2 separate regions of the Drosophila melanogaster genome follow, and region 1 is linked to region 2. Evidence: chromatin contacts called from public Hi-C data. All regions are on one chromosome and are shown on one strand. Each heading gives the region's core, a stretch centred on a gene start, on an enhancer-like site or on the middle of the called end of the contact. The rest is flanking DNA. Distances are from core to core; before and after follow the strand shown. Region 1 holds the start of Cbs (Cystathionine beta-synthase). Region 2 holds the start of CG1812.

Region 1 (4,368 bases), core at 278-2,777, 530 kb before region 2:
ATGGAAACAGGAAGGGCAGCTTGTTTATTTCAATTTGCACAGATCCCGAAGTCGGATTATCTTAAGAAGATATATGAAAATACGCATTTTTTCTAGCTGTAATTATTTAAAGGATACAAAACTAAGATTCTTAGGCTCAAGGCTTTCCTTATCACAACGAAATTTTAAAATACGCGAGGTATTCCATTAAAATTCGATTCTTTGTGGAATTTAGTCTATCTTTAGTCTATTCTAGACGTTCAGTTCCCAGTTCGAAGCCCTTTCTTTAACTGGTTATTAAATAGGGACTACCGTCGTTTAAGTGGGTTTCCATTTTGTAGATAAGGTTTTCAGGTGGCACTGATTGCTTGCGCTGTATACGACACGCCACTCGAAACCTATCTATCACCTACAAAGTAAACTCAAATAAGGGAACATTTATTATATGAAAAGCTTTGCCAACGTTGTGAGGGTATCTTGTGAACTCAGGACTAATGATAGGGTAGGTCGGAATCTGTAGTATCGGCATGTATTAAATTAACTTAATAATTGAATGGAGCGCAAAGTCTTTCTAAAATGCTACCTTAGTGTTTATATAAATTTTCTAATATAAATAATTAACGAATTGCATTTAAAAGGAATTAAAAAAACAGCTACGTACTATTTATTAAGCGTCCCGTTGAATCTATTTATAAAATTATACGTTATGTTTTTAATTTGAACGTAAGCTGAATAAAGTGGTATTGAGATACTTGATGTATAAAACTATCCTTTTATAATATGAATATAACATATAAATCCAAATATTTCAATGTAAGGTGAGCATTAAAGTAAAGAAACATTATCAGACGACTAAAATATTATTTATGTAAATTTCGAATCAAAATATCGTTTTACTATTTTAAATTTACGCAAAATTTACGCATTTGAAAATTATATAATTTTAATATTAATGTGTTTCTTTTTTTTCTGTGTAAACTCTAAACTTTCCCGGTTTTCCTTTTTATTGCTCTTTCTTGTTTATCTCCCCCGCCGATGACATGCACACACACGCATTTTTCCATATACATACATATGTCTATACATATTTGTTTTACAAGCACGCGGCTTCAAAATAGAACAACAAAAACAAAAACGAACGGCGAATATGTGAGAAGAAAAAACAACATACAAAATAGCAAGCACATGTTTCTCTCTCGTATTATTTGTACTTCTACATATTTATATGTATTTCGCCGGTTGGAAATGTGCAAGAAAGAGGCAGCAAAAGGAACTTTAAGGGAAAAGGATCAGGACGAATGCACTTTGGACAGTTGTCAGCTTAAGTTTTACTTACCAGTGCTGGTGATTAGTGACCCAGGAGCGACTAACTAGCGCGAACTGCGAAAAGCGACCGCTACGATGCTGCCAACGAAGGCAATTGAACGGAATCGGGAATCTAACCAACGCAAGCAACTTGCGGCTAACGGTCGGCTGCGATGCCGGCAGAGACGGCGGCAGCGCACAGTGGTGCTGGTGCATGGTGGCATGCTCAACACAACATAAAACAACAGCGTGGCAAATATTCATAATATATATTTTGACATACTTACAAAAAATACTTGAAATGTCAATAATGCCATTGTTTTAGTTTTATTTCCATTTAAATAAAAATTTAATATATTAATAGAAATTTTAGATTTGACATTACTGCTGTTTTCCTCTAGAGGTACATACAACTGGCCCGTTTTTTTCCAGTCAGTCTAGAAAGGCCTAAGAGTAAATTTTGTATAAATTTTAAACGTGTAAAACTGTTAACCGTAAATTTAATTCGCCTCATATTTTAATTGTGGATTTTTCATTGGATTTCATTGGAATTGTGGATTTGTTTTTTATTTTTAAAAATAATATAGGGTATTTATCCCATTGTTATGGTGAGAATGAAACAGATAGTGATAACCGGTTTCGCTCTTCTTCATACACAGCATGGCTTGATCTGCGATTTCCTGCACTGAAAATAAATGCGTAATCTAACTATCAGATTCCGCAGTAGTACCAGATAAACGTAATGCTGAAATCCGAATCAGTTGCCTACGTTTTTAAAATAGCAACCTGTTTATTAAGAACCAATTCATCAAGAACTATAAAGCTTTAAATTATCTCCAACTGTGCTTTTACAGCTATATATGTGTGTATACATATATACATACATGTATTGCAAAAGCTGCATGTTAAACATTTTGTAGTCTTATAATGTATGCTACACTATTTAATCTTATAGCAAGCATTATACAGCACTTTTTTTAAGCTCTTACCCACAAAACGAGGTAATTAGTATTCAAAAGTTAACTTATTTTAGTTATGGTAAATTGATTACTGCGATCTGTATATACGTACAAAGTATTATTGTATATCATAATATATTATTGTATATCATAATACAGAGGTATAGTGATGAGATACATTTCTCTAAAATTGAAAATAAGTTCAAGTGAAAAACAATTTCTTACTTGTAGTTCAAGTAACTGCATTGCTTTAAATGAATTTAACTTTTAATTTTTGGCATTTTGATTTTTCCCAAAAAGAAAACACTTAGATTGTGATCCAACAGCACCAAAGCCGAGGTAGGCGTAACTCTATATTTCAGAAATTATTTCAAAATGCTTAAAAAAAAAAACAAGAAGGACTAGACCTATGTGCTCAGAAGGCGGCCGAGGCGATGACCTGCAGGGCCATGTAGACGGTGGCGCCCAAGGCCACGAAGAAGGCGAGGGCACGGGAAGGCTGGGGCACCACGACCACGGCGTAGACCAGTGTGTGGACGATGCGGGCGATGCCCACGGCGCGGAACAGGTTGATGGCCAGAAAGGCGGCCGGATCAGTCAGGACGTAGAGCAGACCGATGGCGAAGAAGGGCAGGATGTTCTCCAGGTCGTTGCGGTGGGCACGGCGCACACGCTCCACGTTCGGATCGTCGAACTTGACCTTCAGCTTGGGGGACATCAGGTCCTCGGGGTTGGCGAAGGTCTGAAAATGAAGATACCGATTAAAGAATCGAAATACATAAAATTAGGAATGTGATGTGCATTCATATGCATCTTTTTATTGTTTTTCCATTTGAATTTCGTATCGTTTTGTACAGTTGCCATGTATTATTAAAAAATAAAACATGGTAAGCTCAAAATTGTATTATAATAGTAATACTTATTTATAATTCGTCACATTTTATATACTAATAGATTAAGTTACATTTATAATTATCACCGTTGCTAGTTGAATTCTAATAACTTTCAACCTTAATAAATTCACTAATCTATTTCGTTAGATCCATTTAAACTTTCACTGGCGTGAGACTTTGACCCCACTGTGCGACCCGCTTCCCGCACGCCCATTCCCTTAACCCACCTTCGTCTTGAAACGCTGGATGGCTGTCAGAAGGCTCATCAGCAGCATTTTGATCACCAAAACTCCGACCCAAAAGGTGAAACTCTTGAAGACGGGATTGGAGAGGCTTAGCAGTTCCACGGGGCTGGCCATTGTATGTGTTTTAACTATAACTTTATTATCTTTATAGTACGTAAAATGTCTGGTCTGGGATTCAACAACTTGCTCGGCCGTCGCTGAAATATAAAATGAGCGATACTCGCGTGTGCTTTTTTTTTTATACCGGCAAATAAAAGCTCTCTTTGCGGCGTAAGCGAATAGGCGAATTTCGGGGCGGAGGCCCCGCTTGCTTGCTTGAAAAGAGAAGCGAGTGTTTTTGCCCGAAGAATACAGCAGAGGCCACAATGGGAAGGCAGCAAAAACAAAATACCCTAAATTGTGCGTTAATAAACGAATAGATTTAACTAAAAATATAAAAATTAATAAAATTATTATATGAATATGTTTTCCCTTCTCACATGCGATCTAACTTTTCAATCTCTAAAATCAAGTGTCCATATAAAAGTCAACTTGAACTGACCGCGAGTGTGAATGTAGAAACACAAATCTCAACCCATTTTCATGTAGATACGATGTAGATACTGCAGGATTGAACTGATAAGTTTGATAACTTACGGCCGTAAAGAAGCGCATGAGACCCGTGTAAATACCAGCGGCGAAGATCTTGAGTATCAATATAGCCGACCATCCCAGGTAGCATCGGAACACCTGGTTCTCCAGCGACATGAGTTCGGGGTTAAGCATTTTGATAGCTGCAGGTGCACTTGCATACTGACATCGGTTGCAATCGGGTTGGGTTTGAAAACAGAAGCAGTTGATACCTTGTAGGTTGGGTATATCGATTTGAGTGAATCTTGTTCTTTAAATTCCGATTTTGTTTCGGGTTTTATGATTGATTATATAGATTAGGTAGTTCGGAAAATGTTTTCTTCTATTTAATTTGAATTTATCAACATGCTGAATAAT
Region 2 (4,089 bases), core at 979-3,478:
ATTCGAATCCGAACACTTACACTGATCGATGTGCGGAATGGCGGTCAACTCATACCAATTCATTTTCTTTGGCGAAAAGCACATTATTACATTGGTCAGGCCGTTCCACTCGAAGCCCCCGATCTTCAGCAGACACAGCTCCATGCCCCGCATGTTTGTTGGTCCCTGTGGCAGTGACTGATCCTTCAGGGACACCACTCCGTTGAGTAGGTGCCCCATGTGCTCCTGTTTTATTCGGTTGTAGTAGCTGGTAGGCAGTGGCAGCTGTTTTCCCTTATCCAGCGAGCAGTTCATGTTCCTCAGTTCGTCCACGGACTTATAGCTAATGTGTTGCCATTTGATCAGCCTCAGCAGATCCCCCAAAGCGCTCTCATTCAGCTGTTGTTCGATCGCAAAGCTGCATACCAGACGCACCAGATCCTGCTCGGCCACGTCAATGGGATAGTTGCTGCTGAGGATGAAGCGCAGCTGGTCCACCTTCATTTCTTTAAAGTCCGATGTGGTCGCGAACTCCTCAAAGTGAGCGCACATATAGCGGTAGGCCCGTTCGGATAAGTCCATAATTCCATAGATATCGGCCATTCCCGCAATGGCCAGGCAGTTTTCCATCTCGATCTTTGCGCCCAGAAAGATCGTGCATCGGTCAATCACCTCGCGCACCTGGACGTGCGTGGCTGCCGCCAGGATCTCCTCGATGTTATCGTAGTTCAGTTCCAGCATCGATGTGTATATGTAGTCAATGATCGAGCCCATGGCCCTGGCTTTAATACCGTAGAGATTTATCTCGTCCTTACGCGACTCAATCATGGCACAGTCGGCGAACATGGCGCAAAAGTAGTCACTGCTGGCTGCCAGGACGACGCGGTGAGCCTGCAAAGTTGGGATTACGTATTTCGTTCGATTACTTGGGGAAAAATGTTACTATAAGTGTAATAAGTGTAACGAAAAACGCTGATATTCCCCATGTTATTTTTGAAAACATTTGAAATCAGATTTCTGAAAATCTGTATCATAAAACATTTCTATGAATTTTCTGGATTTATGTATGTATCTGAATATATGAGTCTGATTCCGGGAATCCCTAAATATTCATAGGTAGCGCGATGAAAATGCGTCATCGGCCGAAACACATCAATTTGTGTCGCGAATTTGTTTTCGTATTTGTATTATTAGCAAGAGAAAGTAAAGATGAGCTTTTTTGCTGGCCACGATTATCGATTCGCCTACCACTTGCCACTCTAACCCTATAACTAGTCACCTTATGCTTTCGTGGTTTCCGATATATAATTAACACGAGCTCGCAAAATGGCCAAATGGCCAACTGGCCAACTAGCCAAACTGCCAAACCGCCGAGTTTAGGATGCGAGCAATCCGGTTTAGTGCGATTTCTATTTGTCCTATGCGCAGGCCATTGAAGGTATTGTCGTAACTAACCTAGCCTAATCACAACCAAGTTGCTCTGAAAGATAATCTATGCATACTTGCTATGCGCACTCTGGGAGCCAAACTTGTGCAACCCAACTTCATCCGCCTTCGCCGATGTGCCGTGTCCATGAGGCTAGACGTAACCGCTCGTAGCTCAGCTGATCCCACAGATGTGGCACGATCTCTGAAGCAGATCCACAGATGGGGCTGTTCCATGTAGCTATTGCTCGGATCTATAATGGTGTGGGTGGGGTCCTACCTTGAATCGGTGCTCCTCGACGATCAGAGTGACGTCCGTGAGTTTCTCCTCGTTGCGCAGCTTGTTGAGGCCCCGCAGAAGGGTCTCCTCCTCGGGGGACACGGGATTCACAGGAATTTTGGCCGCAGCCGACGTTGCTGTCGCTGCCGGCGTCACTGCTGGCGCTGGCGTCGCTGCCATGCTGTTCGCTGTACTCTCTCGGAACGGACCAAAGATTAGAGCGGGCTATTAACCTATATATATGTTAACCTATGTGGTCCCAAGGTTGGGGAATCCGTCTGATAAGAAATTCTTGAGATGACCGAGCTTCTGGTGCGCGAGTGCGAGTGCGAGCGAGAGGGCAGCACGTTCTGTTTACACTCGCGGCCAGCTGTCTACAAACCGTTATTTGGCGAACTATGAACCGTTCTACGACAAATATACGCACGAAATTAGCTAAATTATTGCTAAACACTGGCAGAGAAAAAAGTTTCGCGTGCGATTTCTTTGCTTGTTGCTACCTCTTTGCTTCTTTTCCCTCTTGCGACTTTTTACTTTTCGCGTTTTTGACGTTTCTTCTCTTGACGTTTGAACTGCCAAGTCGGCTAGCACCGCTAGTGATGCGCATTTAGCTATCGATTGCGGAGCGCGATCGTTTAAAATTATATTTTCAAATTTCATATATATACCCGTATTCCTGGGTGCTTTTAATTGGGAGACGGGTGAGTATGCAATTTAAAAGGTTTTTATAAGAGAATGCTAGCTTTTGAAGTCAAAAGCTCGCGAATTTCCCCTTTAACATTGATATGGTAGCATTTAAAAATGAAATTGTTAAATTTGCACCAAAATAAGTCTATGTTAGTTACTTAGTTTAGCTTAGTAAGATAGCTTACGTTAACTTTAGGCAGAAATATTAATACTAAAAGAATAATTAATTAATTTCTTTAAAAAAGTCAATCTTATCAGAGACATTGAAGTATTTCACGTTAGGCAGTTGTTTCTTGTTAGAAAATGTTTTTCGGATCCGCAAATAATTTTGATACGAGAAAAGATATCTAATTAAGTATTATATATTATATAAATATATATTTAAATTAATACACTATGATATTAGTGTGGGTGAGTTCAAATACACTCTTAAAAATACGCGTTCCATTCTTGGACCAACATTTATTCAGCGTGCTGTATCTATTCACTGCAAATATTTCAGAATAAAGTGCAGGCTAGCAGGTAAAAAAATTGTATTTAATTTTTTTTCTCACAATATCTATAGTCTCCAGTGTTAACTAATGGCCAAAGTTTCGTCCAGTGGTGATATCGCAGCATAAGCCGATAAGCTGCTGCAAAGTATCGACATACGTCCAGGCATGAAAACATCGATAGCCTGCGTGGCATCGGCCGTATTCCACCTCTACTCGACTGGTCTGGTCACTCGAAAATCACATCGGACGAAATCGAGTGGAAAGCGGAGCAAGTAAAACAAGAAGTAGAGTAAAATACACAACTAATTAATTGTAATTTGGCCGAAAGTGCAGACGGTGCGCGCGCGATCGCTTGATTGTATTGTGAATCATTAGTAATTAAAGCAGCGTAAGTGCTGGCGCAACCACAACAACAAACGTGTGGCGTCAAATTTTTTTTTTGTGAAAAGAAAAAGGCGAAAAGTGTAATAAAAAAGTAAAAAGCAAGCGATGAATGTGTGCAAGGCGTTCCAAAAAATACAAGGATCGATGCAAGGCGAAGAAAAACACACAACGAATTCGGCAAACATTTTGGTTGTTCGCTAGTTAAAGTAATTAGTTTATTGCTCGCCGCCGCCGACGACGCCAAAAACAACAACCACAACAACAGAAGCAACGAAAGAAAGCAACAGTCAAATGGCGAAGAAGAAGCAGAAGCTGAAGCGGCAACAACAATTGGAGTGCAAAATGCAACGTGCATGAAATAAAGATTTTTACTCTGTATTTGTGGTTTTTTTGCACAGGCCCAAATGAAAATTGTCGCGCTGTTTCTTTTTCTTCCTTTCTCTTTCCCGCACTCTGCAACCTTAAAGAAGAAGCAAAAAAGCGGAGCAATTACGAAAGGAAGGAAAAGAAATGAAAAAGAAATGAAGTCGTGTAGGTGTGTGTGAGTGTGTTTTTGTGTGCGGTATGTGCGTGTGTGCGCGCCACATGAGGAAACTGCCAGCAGCGACGCCAACTGCGGCGTCGGCAGCATGTAGAACCCAAAAAATAAAGCAAAACAAAAAAGTCCACAAGAAAAAACATAAAAACACAGTTACGGTTACGATAATAGTATCAATAGCATCGCGTTTACTGACAATTAAAATTTGTTAAAAATAACAAACATTTTAGTATCTTTAAAGTAAAATAATCAATCTTATGTCACGAAAGTAAAAGAGTGCACTCCTTTCTACTTTTCTTGAG

Evidence for each region. A called contact is a pair of places that touch in the nucleus more often than the background predicts.
Region 1: a Hi-C map of the Kc167 cell line shows a contact between it and region 2, with 2.8 times the contacts expected there. The contact joins the promoter of Cbs here to the promoter of CG1812 in region 2. A contact is called at or near these places in 20 of 107 Hi-C or Micro-C datasets (the Kc167 cell line, the ML-DmBG3-c2 cell line, the OSC cell line and 9 more) and 2 of 6 datasets of contacts at active chromatin or transcription factors (both in the Kc167 cell line).

Annotation. Positions count from the first base shown.
Region 1 is chrX:21,042,297-21,046,664 of dm6, reverse strand. Cbs (Cystathionine beta-synthase) reads right to left here and starts at 1,527. Exons shown (of 4, transcript NM_134580.3): 1 at 1,316-1,527. Mgstl (Microsomal glutathione S-transferase-like) reads right to left here. Exons shown (of 2, transcript NM_001298578.1): 1 at 4,018-4,368; 2 at 2,558-2,985. The coding sequence starts at 4,146. The coding sequence ends at 2,659. It also overlaps asRNA:CR44431.
Region 2 is chrX:20,509,683-20,513,771 of dm6, reverse strand. It overlaps CG1812, which reads right to left and starts at 2,228. Exons shown (of 4, transcript NM_134553.3): 1 at 1,685-2,228; 2 at 21-870. The coding sequence starts at 1,864. It overlaps RhoGAP19D (Rho GTPase activating protein at 19D), which reads left to right and starts at 3,078. Exons shown (of 15, transcript NM_001298567.1): 1 at 3,078-3,253.